Regions from separate parts of the Ovis aries genome. Here region 1 is linked to region 2. Evidence: chromatin contacts called from public Hi-C data. All regions are on one chromosome and are shown on one strand. Each heading gives the region's core, a stretch centred on a gene start, on an enhancer-like site or on the middle of the called end of the contact. The rest is flanking DNA. Distances are from core to core; before and after follow the strand shown.

What was found. Hi-C and Micro-C count contacts between places; a contact is called where the count stands out from the background.
Region 1: a contact with region 2 is called in a Hi-C map of hypothalamus, with 5 times the contacts expected there. The contact joins the enhancer-like site here to the promoter of MACF1 in region 2. A contact is called at or near these places in 10 of 16 Hi-C or Micro-C datasets (blood, hypothalamus, liver and 6 more).

The regions. Positions count from the first base shown.
Region 1 is chr1:13,928,672-13,933,729 of ARS-UI_Ramb_v3.0, reverse strand. It overlaps MACF1 (microtubule actin crosslinking factor 1), which reads right to left. Exons shown (of 100, transcript XM_060395413.1): 5 at 3,574-3,666. Among named protein-coding and RNA genes, the nearest start is that of TRNAR-GCG, 28 kb to the right of the region's middle. Within about 2 kb of position 2,344, at least 13 of the 54 cell types and tissues checked have an H3K27ac peak or open chromatin away from gene starts, as enhancers often do. A contact at or near this core is called in hypothalamus, where this site is marked.
Region 2 is chr1:13,795,477-13,801,304 of ARS-UI_Ramb_v3.0, reverse strand. MACF1 (microtubule actin crosslinking factor 1) reads right to left here and starts at 2,552. Exons shown (of 100, transcript XM_060395413.1): 1 at 2,233-2,552. The coding sequence starts at 2,326.

The DNA of each region.
Region 1 (5,058 bases), core at 1,095-3,594, 130 kb before region 2:
AAAATAAAATTGAAAGGGAGAACAGTAATCGCTAAAAACTGAAAAAATATAAAATACAAATGAACCTCTGTATCAGACTGATGGCTTAACAACACAGAGAGAAGTTATTTCAAATGGCTTTAATATAAAATTATTTCTATGTCCTTAGGAGATTTACACTAAAGCACAAAAAGAACTGCAAAGAAATCACAAACTTTTCAGTAATTGTGTTGTTACTAAAGCACTGTCATGGTTATTTTTATTCAAATATACAAATTTGTGCATTTATGCACATGACTTTGTATATGCACTATAATATATACATGATTTTATACATACTTGCATCCACGTGTTTGCATGTGTGTATATGGAAAAGGGAATAAGTAATATTCCCTTGCTTTGTTTGGATCAAGATTTTTAGCATAAGAAAAAAAAGAATACAAAGTCAAAGAGGTTGAATAAAACTCTAATTCTAAATACCAATTAGAAACATTATAAATTCTTGATTTCTTTTTACAAGTCAAATACAAATGTTGGCTAGTTCTGTCCACAGAAAACACCCAGAAAGAGTGACCAACCCAAGAAGCACTCAGACTGTTGTCAATAAAGAATTTCAGTTCCTTGGAGAAGCTGCTAATCCTGGGCCTGAAACAGGAAATATACAAAAAGTATCTGGAACAGCTCTTCATACAAGAAATAGAGGACATTATCAAAGACTATATGGATCATGAGGAAGGACTCAGAGTCAATGTGAAAAAACTCACTGGCCAAAGGACGAGCTGAATATTACAAAGAATGACAGCTAATATTCAATCGGAACACATTTAAGTCTGGTAGAAATCCGAGAGTCACAGTGTTACTAAGGGAAGATGAGTATCAACAATGAAACTTTCATTGGTCTTACAGAGAATCTTAAGAGAATCAACTAATTATTTCGAAAACTGTTGAAACAGAGGGCAAAATTTATCTTGCCTTTCTTAAAGGAACTATCAGAGTAATTGATGAGGTAAAGTTCTGCTTTAGGAAAAAATTTCAGAATTTTGAGTATCACCATGTTGCAACTTCTAATGAAACAATGAAACAGTAGCTGCTAAGGGTGAAAGGGTCTACAAGGAATGGATCAGGCTGGTCACACCTGAACCCACCAATTAAGCTTAACATGATGAAAAGACAGATAACAGACATTCTGATGTGCAGCAGTCAAAGTATGCAACTCGACACCACCATCCTTGCCCTGCCCCAGCACAAAAAAGGGAATCTGAATGTGATCCAGCCTCAGGTCTAGGTCCAAAGCACCAGTTTACAGACAATACAGAAGGATGCAGGAGACTGTTAGAAAACATCCAGAGACGCCACCAGCATCTTTTCCATAAACAGCACAGGACAAAAGACTGATTTCTTTAACAAACAGTTAAGGGGACAAAAAGAGGGGAAGAGAGATTTTATGCAATGTGTGGGCTTTGGATTCGAACAAGCCATTTTTAAAATGAGATAACTGGGGAAACCTAAACACTGCTTAGACATTCAATGATTTTAAGAAATTACTGATTTTTACAGAGCTATAATACTGTGCTTTGCTTAAATGAAGACTCTTTCAGAGAGACACACTGAAACACTCGCAGATGAAATCATATGATGTCTGGGACTCCTTTCAAAATAACCTACTGGAGGGTTTGATGACTGGATCAGGAAGCAGACAGTGTGACTCTGCCCACGAGTTAGTGGCTGGTGAGCTCAGTGACGAGTACACGGTCGTTCTAAACCATTTCCTCTGCATTTATCAATGTCTGAAATTTTTCATAAATGTTTAAAGAGGGAGAATTCTAGGACATTTTCTTAATGGCATGCTCAGTTAAGGACCATTATCCCCACATCTTCTGTCCCAGGAGAAGTGTAACTAGCCAATTCCGTTTGCATTCCTTGGCCCCTGAAGTCCCCTTCTGTTGAGTGAGTTGCAGTCAGGAGAAAGGGAGACACAGCAGGCAGATGCCTCTTACCTCACGGCTACAGGATAGCACTGGTGTCTCAAAGTGAGAGATGGTTTGTGGCATACAAACAACCAAAAAGATGCCTCTAGAACAGCCCGCTGTTCATAAGACTGCCAAGGGGATAACGCTATGAAAGCTCAACAAGGTTCTTGTTCCAACCCTGCCAAGGCACACTTGCCAAGTTCATGTTCCTGGTTATCCCTATATCCAAAGCATGCCTGAGGACACCCTGTGGTTCCACAAAAACACATGTTACCTCCACGCTTTCCTAAGCATACTTATGCTGCAGATTGTCAGCAGCGGCTCCAAACCAGAGCCCCAAGAAATTATAATCCCTGAGTTCTCAGAAGTTCTCAGATTCTCAGGAATTCTGGGACACCTGCTGTTCTGCATTCACCCAGCAGGTGGCGCTGACTCCCCAACTGGGACATCACAGCCACAGGGACCCTGGAGTCAGCCCCTTGAGTGAGATATTTATATAAGCCTTCTTTTCCCACCTGCTCAAGAAGTGATCCCTGTCATCTATTAGCCTTGCATACAGCAGTTGGGTATTCGAGAGTTGTCTGAGAAATAGTTTGGTTAAGTTGAGCTAACGTGATTCAAGATAGTCTTTTTTATAAAAATAGGGCTGTGACTTTCCAATAGTACCTAGACTTGAAGAGGATTTGCCTTAGGGAGAAGGAACAGGAAGGCTGTGTAACCACGTGAACACTACCAAGATGCCACTGTTCTTGGTGTGATGGACGCTACAAGATTGTGTTTACAAGCACATATCCCAAGGTGCTTGCTATGAACTGAATGTTTGTGTCCCCTCGAAACTCATATATTAAAACCATAATAGCCGTGATGCGACGGTAACTGAAGGTGCGGTCTTTTAAGAGGTAATTAGGTTTAGATGAGGTCAGGAGAGTGGAGCCTCCATAATGGGATTAACACCCTTATGAAAAGTTGAAGGGACATGAGATCTCTGTGTATGCATGCCCCAAGGAAAGGTCACCTGAGGATATAACCAGGAAGAGGGCCCTCACTAAGGAGCCAACCAAGCTAGCACCCTGATCTCAGACATCCAGCCTCCAGAACTATGAGAACTGAATGCTTGCTGCAAACCACCCAGCCTACAGTGTTCATTACGGCAGCCCAACCTGACTAAGACAGTGCTACAATTAACCAGGCTTGTTTAAGATCATTAGAGATGAAGAAAAGTCTACATCAAGCAGGATTATAAGGCTTCACCCCACCCTTCCTGAGCAACAAATCCAACATCTCGCCTCATCCCTCACATTCTGAGTCCCCAAAGAGCCAGTTTTGACTCAGCTGGGCAGACTGCTAGTAACTAGACTGTCAGTGCCAGAGCCACAGCATAAATAGGTGAAAAATCCCCCTTCGTCATGCAAATGATGAGGAAGTTCTCGGTTTACACTGCAACAGCGTTGCCTCCAGGCCAATGCTCATCTTCCATTAGAGCCCCTGCTCTGCCCCCTCCCTCATTCACTGACAGATACGGAGAAGGAAGGCTCAGTGTGCCTGTGGAAAGCAGAGCAATCTCTACCTCTGTCTAGGCCACGTCCAGACTGAACACCAGGACCCCAGACTTCACAGACCCTACCTGGAAGTGCAAGATAATGGTCCAGATCAGGCCTAGGGTCAGCTTGGGGTTGCCATCTGTGATGTCATCGTTGCGAATATTCACTAGCTTCACCTGAAAAAGAAACAAAAGCTAGTCTGAGAGCTCTGCAACTTTTTGTTTTGATTTCATTTTTTATAGATTTTCATTATTCATACGCAGTTAATTTTTTTCGGTGTACAGTTTGAGTTTTCACATCTGTATAGATTTGTGTTAACAACCACTATAATCAGGGTAACAAAACAGGAGCATCAACCCCAAAAGGCGGGACTTTGTGCAGTCAAATCCTGCCTTCACCCCTAAATCCTGGCAACCACTGATCTGTTGTTCCCAGCTTTGCTTTACCCAGAATGTTATATAAATGGTGTCCCATAGTATGTAACCTTCAGATCCTGGCTTTTTTGTACTCAGCACAATGGCCGTGAGATCCCCATCCATGTTGCTGCCTGGAGCAATAGCCTGCCCCTTTCCACTGTGGAGGAGTATTCCTGTATACCTTATACCTGTATTCTACACACAATAGTTATCCACTCCTCTACTGAAGGGATCTGGGTTGTTTCCGTGTTGGGCCAGTTATGAATAAAGCTCTTATATTCATGCACAGTTTTTTTGTGTGAGTACATGTTTTCATTTCTCTAGGGTAAATTCATAGGAGTGGGATTGCTGGGTCATATGGTATACGTTTAGCTTTGTAAGAAACTGCCAAACAATTTTCCAGCATGATTGTACCATTTTGCAATCCCACCAGCAAAGCAATTTCGCAAGCATTTGCTATTGTGAGCTGCTTTTTAATTAAGTCTTCCCAGCCCTTTTTTCTTTCTCTGTCTTATTTTTTCAAGGTTGTGAGAGAGAGAGAGATCTGCCTCCCATCCCTCACCGCTCTCTGGCCTGTCCCACCTATTCCCCTCCTCCCACAGCACTTGCCTTACTCCTCAAATCTCATTCCAGCAACACGATGTACACAGACACAGAGGCCCTTCCCCCACCAGGGTGACTAACCATCCCTGTGTGCTGGAGACTGAGGGATTTCCTGGGATGGGGGCCTTTCAGAGTGTCCTAGGAAAACCAGCCTGTTTCCACCTCCACCCCGTGAGTCTCTGTCATACCCTCATGGAGCTCCTGACAACTGTGGCAGCTGCCGTGAAGCTGCCCTTCCTTTGTCTCTTCAGCTAAACCGAAACCTTCATGTACTCAAGACCTCAGGCAGCATCCTCACTTCAACTTAATGACCGGTGCTATAGACTGAATGCTGTGTCCCTCCAAAATTCATAGGTTAAATCCTAACACCCAATCCGAAGGTATCTGGAGGTGGGACCTTTTGGGGGTGATTAGGTCTTGAGGGAATGGGATTAGTATCTTTATAAAAGAGACCCAGAAAGCTCCTTGACCTTCCCATCACATGAGGACGCTGCTAAAAGCGGTCTCAGAACCAGGACCAGCTGTGCTACAGCACATCTGCCTCCCTCT
Region 2 (5,828 bases), core at 1,303-3,802:
AAACCCATGCTTGACAACCAACCCTAATACAGCCGCAACACATACTGCCCTACTCCCCTCAGGCTGCAAATGCATCGCTTCCCTTCTCATCTTTGCCCCTTCTGGGACAGTGTATATAACTGAAAACTTTAGCTCTCCTGAGTACGAAAATCCTGTTTCATTTGTAGAGTGAGGAGACTACAAATTAATAGAAGCAGAGAGATCCAAGTCATTTAAGGGTCAAACAATGAGTGTCTAGGATCCCCATCATCATCAACATCTCTTTCCCCAACTCTCTCCAAAAGAATGTTTGGCTTTAACCTCACAAACTACCTCCCCTGCTCACTCTACTGATTCCAGCTTAGGCAAACAGTTCTCTATAAGGTAATAAGGGGATTTCTAAGTCTGGAAAATGCAGGAATTCCACACAGCAAAGTAACAAAGGTTCGGATGCTAATCCACCCTGACTTCCCAGTGAGAATGGTGCAGAGAAGGGAGAGAAATTCTTTGGCACTTAAGCATAAAGCAGACTGCACAACAGTCTCATATAGCTCAAGTTAATTGACTCTGGCCCACCATTTTTGACTCATTCTTCCCCTCAAAAAAGAGATCTGTGTCTGGGAAGGATCAAATTCCTATACACCTGATCAAAGTCCTTCAGAGGAAGGCCAAACTGAGTGAAACAGCTAAAAGGACTGGACACAGGAGCCTCTCCTGGAACAAACCCTACTTCCCCCTTCTTTCCTAGCTTCACCTGCCAGCAATCGCACTTCCTTTCAGCTGGAGGCCACCAGCAAGATGATCCACTGAAGTACTGGGATTTCTTCACTTATTTTTGTTTTAATTCTGCTGGTTTTTAAAGCTACAGCAGCCAGAGACAGGCCCAGAGGGGCACAAGAGTTGCCCAAAATCCTGCAAAAGAAACTTAATGAAACCATCCACTTAGCAGCACTTTTTTTTTAATGAAGTTCAGCAGCACAATCTAATCCCTTTGTGCACTGAAATGAACCACATTTCTTAAAAGAAAGACCACAAGGGGGTTGACAGAAAACTTGCTGCAGGCAGGAAAACCTGGACAGCTTACAGGAGCTGATGCAGAAGGGAACAAGTAGAACTCCTAAACAGGTCCATTTCAGCATTTTACCTCTCTCTCTCTCTGCTGCATTCCCAAGCAGAGCTCTAATGGCACGGCGGGGGGATGGAGCGTTTTACAGCTTCTTCATTAGTTTCCCTTCACTGAGTGGCTGCCATAAACAAGTATGCTGGACTCGGTCAAAAGGGCTGAAGTTTCCTCTCCTTCAGATGAAAAGAAACTAAAGGCCCAGTCACAAGGGCCCCAGCTGAATAAAACAGGAGAAAGTGCTGTCCATGTAGTTTCTGGGGAAATCTCCATGTCTGTGGCAAGCACAACCGCCACACAAAGCAAAATCCCAAAACTAGATGTTAAAAATCAAAGCATGGGCCTACCGAGGCCACGAATCCCTGCTTCCACTTAAAGGGCACCTCCAGCAGTTAGGCAAACGCGGTCCACCAGCCTCCGGGCCTGTCAAAACTTTCTCTGCAGACACCCAGGCTTTGGACAAGGCATTAACTTGCAGAACTGCTTAGCAAGAGAGCTTCCAGGGGTTGGAAATCCGAGCTCCCAAGACAAATTTTTAGGGGGTCGGGAGGACCAAGACCAGTAGACCCCTGCCTCGATCAGGCTGGAAGCCCAGGGGCTGGGGGTGGGAGGCGACCTCGTCACCAAACCTGCACGCTCACCGACCCCGCCCGACGCTCACCCACTGCCCCCCACCCCGACCCCCAAGGAACCAAGGTGATTCACAACCTCCGCTGCCACGCGACTGATCGGAGGCCGAAGGAGACAAAAGGGGGCGAGGGACCCCGGCGGGCACGCGGAGGTCCGAGCCTCTCCAGGAACGGGTGGCTTCTCCCGCCCCGGCTCCTCCTCCTCCTCCTCCCCGCACTCCCCGCCGCGTTTGGTCTCCGAAGCGGCGCCTGGCCTCGCCTCCTTCTAGCAGAGGCCAGATAACAGGGCTCATAATGTAACTAGTGCTGTGAAGCCGCCGTCCCAGGTGGGAGAGGGCTCGGAGGCTCGTCTCAACTCTAGAAACGAGCCGGCTTCGGCCCACGGCCGCTCCGGCCCGGCCCCGGCGCGGGTGGGCGCCACCCCGCCCGCCGCCCCACCTGCCGCGGGCCCCGGCTCCAGCCCGTCCCCGGCCCGGGCCGCCCGCCCGCCCGCCGCCGCCGCACCTTTGTAGCGCTCCAGCACATCCTCGTACGCCTGCACGAACTCCTTCTCCTGGTTGCGGTTGGCCGGCTGCTGACCCGGCACGTAGCCGGCCATGGCCGCCCGCGCCGCGCTCTCCCGGGGCCCCGGCGGGCGCCGCTTCCAGGCCGGCGCGCTGAGGCGGCAGCCCCAGCCTCGACCCCTTTGTGCGGCCCGAGGGCGGCGGTGGTGGCGGTGCCCCCGGCTCTCGGTTCTCCGCTCCGCGCCCGCCTCGTCCGGCCTGCCGCTCGCGCTCGGCTCCTCAGCCCGCTCGCGCCCCGCCGCCGGTCCCGCTGGCGTTTCCGCCTCCCCACCCCTCGGCTCCGCTCCTCCCTCAGCCCGCCCCGCCGGCGGCGGCGGCTCCTCCCGTCAGGAGCGCCAGGCCCGGCCCGCTCCCCGCCCCTCTCCCCGCCGCCTCCTCGGGCCCCGAGCGGCCGCCCCCGCGACCCCCTCCACCCCCACCCCCACCCCCGGGGTCTGTGGGCCCCCCGCGCGGCCGGGACGCGGCCGGGGCCGGGGTGGGGGGCGCGAGGCCGGCCCCCGCGGGGGCGTTCCGCCCGAGCCCCGCCGGGTGGGAGGCTCCCGGCGCGTCGGGATGAAAGGCCCGGCCGGCCGCCGCGGTGGGGGAGAGCCCCGGGGCCCACTCGGCGGGGCGGGCGGGCTGCCCCACTCGGGGCGGGCCCACACCCGGAGCCGGGACAAAGGAGGGAGCCCCCTGGCTGGAGAGAAGCCGAGCTGGGCCTGTGCCGCGGCTGGAGAAGGACCCAGGGACGCTGAAGGTTAGGGAGCGAGCCAAAGACCTAGATAGGTCGCAGGGCCAGACACGGTCAGGAGGAAGCCGGGGCAAGATCCAGACGGGCTGCCGGGCGAGGCCAAGGGAACACTCAGACCACAAAGAATCCCAGGAACAAAGGGTTTTCCAGAAACGGAAGAAACTGAATCCCAGCTCCATGAAATAAACCAGGCCAAGAACGAGGAGCCAGAGCCTGAGAAATGACAACTGAGGGAAGGAAAACAGGATTCTGACTGAACCGTGGGGTGAATAAGAGGAGAGAGGGGAGATAACACATCTACAGGGAACCGATGCAACAGGAATATTATTACACCGTGACGGCCACAGGGACAGAGGCTTAAATAAAAAGGGAGAAATGTGGGGACCTGAGGCTGAACAGAGTCTGCTATGCAACAAAAGGATTCTGGAGCCTAACTGCTCACAGAAGAAAAAGGCAAGCCACTAACTCTCTGTCCTCAGGGAAAAGGGAAAGAATGAAGAAAGAGTGCTGGGGAATGCAGGTAGGAATATACTGAGGACCATTTTGAGGAGGGCATTCCCAACATCCTCTGATCCTCCATTCAGGCCAGTATTCATGGGCTGCACTGAGGCAAGAGCAGTGAGGAACTCAGGTAAATGCAGGTGATTTTTTGCCCACATCTACACCTATCTAGCCATTATCCTTCCCAGCCTCCGCAAGTCTGTTAATTTTGGGGGTTTAGGGGGAGGGCAGCAGCAAGCAGGTGGGAATGTGGTTGTGAGTTAAAAATTAGGCTCACTGATCTCACAATAACAGCGCACTAGCAAGTCAAAAAAGAATTCATGTGACACTGAGCTGACAAATTTGGGACTTGGGCTTCCATTTCAGTTCCCATTCTCCAGATTTTTAAGAGAAGCTTCTCACCCCGGGGCAAGGCCTGCATCTCTGTACGCTATGAGTAGTGCCAAGTATTTGATTAGTGCTCAGCAAGCACATTAATAACAAGAAGAGATGATGCTTTTCACTGATAGGTGCTTGATGGTTGTTTCCACATCATACCATGATCAGAAATTGTGTGAGCAAGTCATTAATCATGTCTTTTTCCATCAAATTTTGCTGACCTGCCCAACTTCTAGGCATAGAGATCATACAGGGAAGGGCCTGAAAGAGGACAGACAGGGAGGCGCCTTGGACAAATGCTCGTTTCCTTCCAGTTTAGTCCTCTGTGCTCAGAAAAAGCTAGTTCACAGTTTGGCATCAACTGCTAATGAGCTCAGTTTAAGAAAAGGAAGAGAAGAAGCTTGAGGTTTATTCTTTTTAAAATAAAAGGCTTTCAGTAGAAAATGCAGGATGCAGAAGTCAGTGATTGATGGCATAAGCACATTTTTGGTAAACAGCAGAGAATATAGAAATGCTAACTCTGAGGATCTTGACTCTATTCATGCTGAGTCATCTGCATTTCCTATATTATTTCATAGCAGAGGACTAGGAAAGCCCAGACACAAACATACAGACACACACACCTCCACCCTCGCCCCCAAACAGTATCTGCCTCCTCATTTTCAGCACAGTAAATTGGAAAGTTGCTCCATCCCTTCCTGCGGCTGCTACATGCACCACTTAGCGAGCAGGTTGCTCAAGAATTGCCAAAGGTGAGGAAAGGCAAGTGCAGGAAGGGAATGAGAATCTGTTCTGGGAACCAGGCTTTGCTGGAGGCTTCGGGGGTGATCTGAGGGAGAGGGCAAGGGGTTGAGATGCCATTAAGAAGCATGGTAATTAAGGAAGAAAGTTCTGGTTTGGGTTGTGGCTAGAAGGGCTTCTTGACATGATTTGCATTTAAATGCTCCCAAGAGATTTTGAAGTAATGCATTCTTCTAATGAATGGAAAAGGGGAAGTCCACATGTTTGGCTGATGTTCCCGTTTTATACAGAGAAAATTTTACAAGGATAGAGGAACAAAGCGGCTGCTGGGGGGGTGGGGAGTGATGGGAAGAATGAAGCCTAGGCAGGGGAGTTTTTAGTTTTTTCCAGGCAACCGTCTAAATTTATAGCCAGACCACACAATTGGGACAGCTCTGAGGCTCTCTCCTTTTGGTCCATGATTTTCCTTTGCTCCAATAGTGAGACTGCTGTTGCATTTCCAAAGAGGCTGCCAAGGGGGAGCTGAAGGAGACAAGGTGTACTCCGAAGGGCATCTAGTGGTGGGAAGGGGTAATGCAAGTAAATAAAGCCCTATTTTCTCTGAGTGTCCTCCTCTTCTTAAAAGCCTCACCAGGTGCCTCTCTCCCTAAGGTTCAACTTCTTTCACCACCTCCTATGGGCTCTCTCTCCTCAAGGCCTCCCCACCTGCTTTTCTCCCAGGCCAGAACCCTCCACTGCTCTCCTCTTTTCTCCTGGCTCGCTCCTGCTCAGGCCTCTGCTGAAAATCTCTCGGATTAGTAGGCCCTCCTGCCTCTCTACTCCCCTCGGGTAATGACCATCACACTGGAGTTACAGGTTCAGTGTCTTCCCTCCTTACTAAGTCACTAGCTCCCTGAGGGCTGTTGTTTGTGTGTCTTGTTCACCACAGGATCCTTAGCATTTAGCAAATGACCTGGCCCAGAGGGTACTGATTAAATATTTGTTTTAACTTTCGATTAAATGCATGAATGACTGAACCAGATGATTCTAAAATACTCAGCTGCCTGTGGCTTCTGACTCCATAGAAGGCAAGGGTATTTAAGAAAGTATGCTTCTCCCACAGCTTCCCTTATCTCCGCCCGGCATTCAAAGTCCTCCATATTTTGACATCTACCTTCCTTTAGAGTCTGATTTCCCTTATCCCTAAC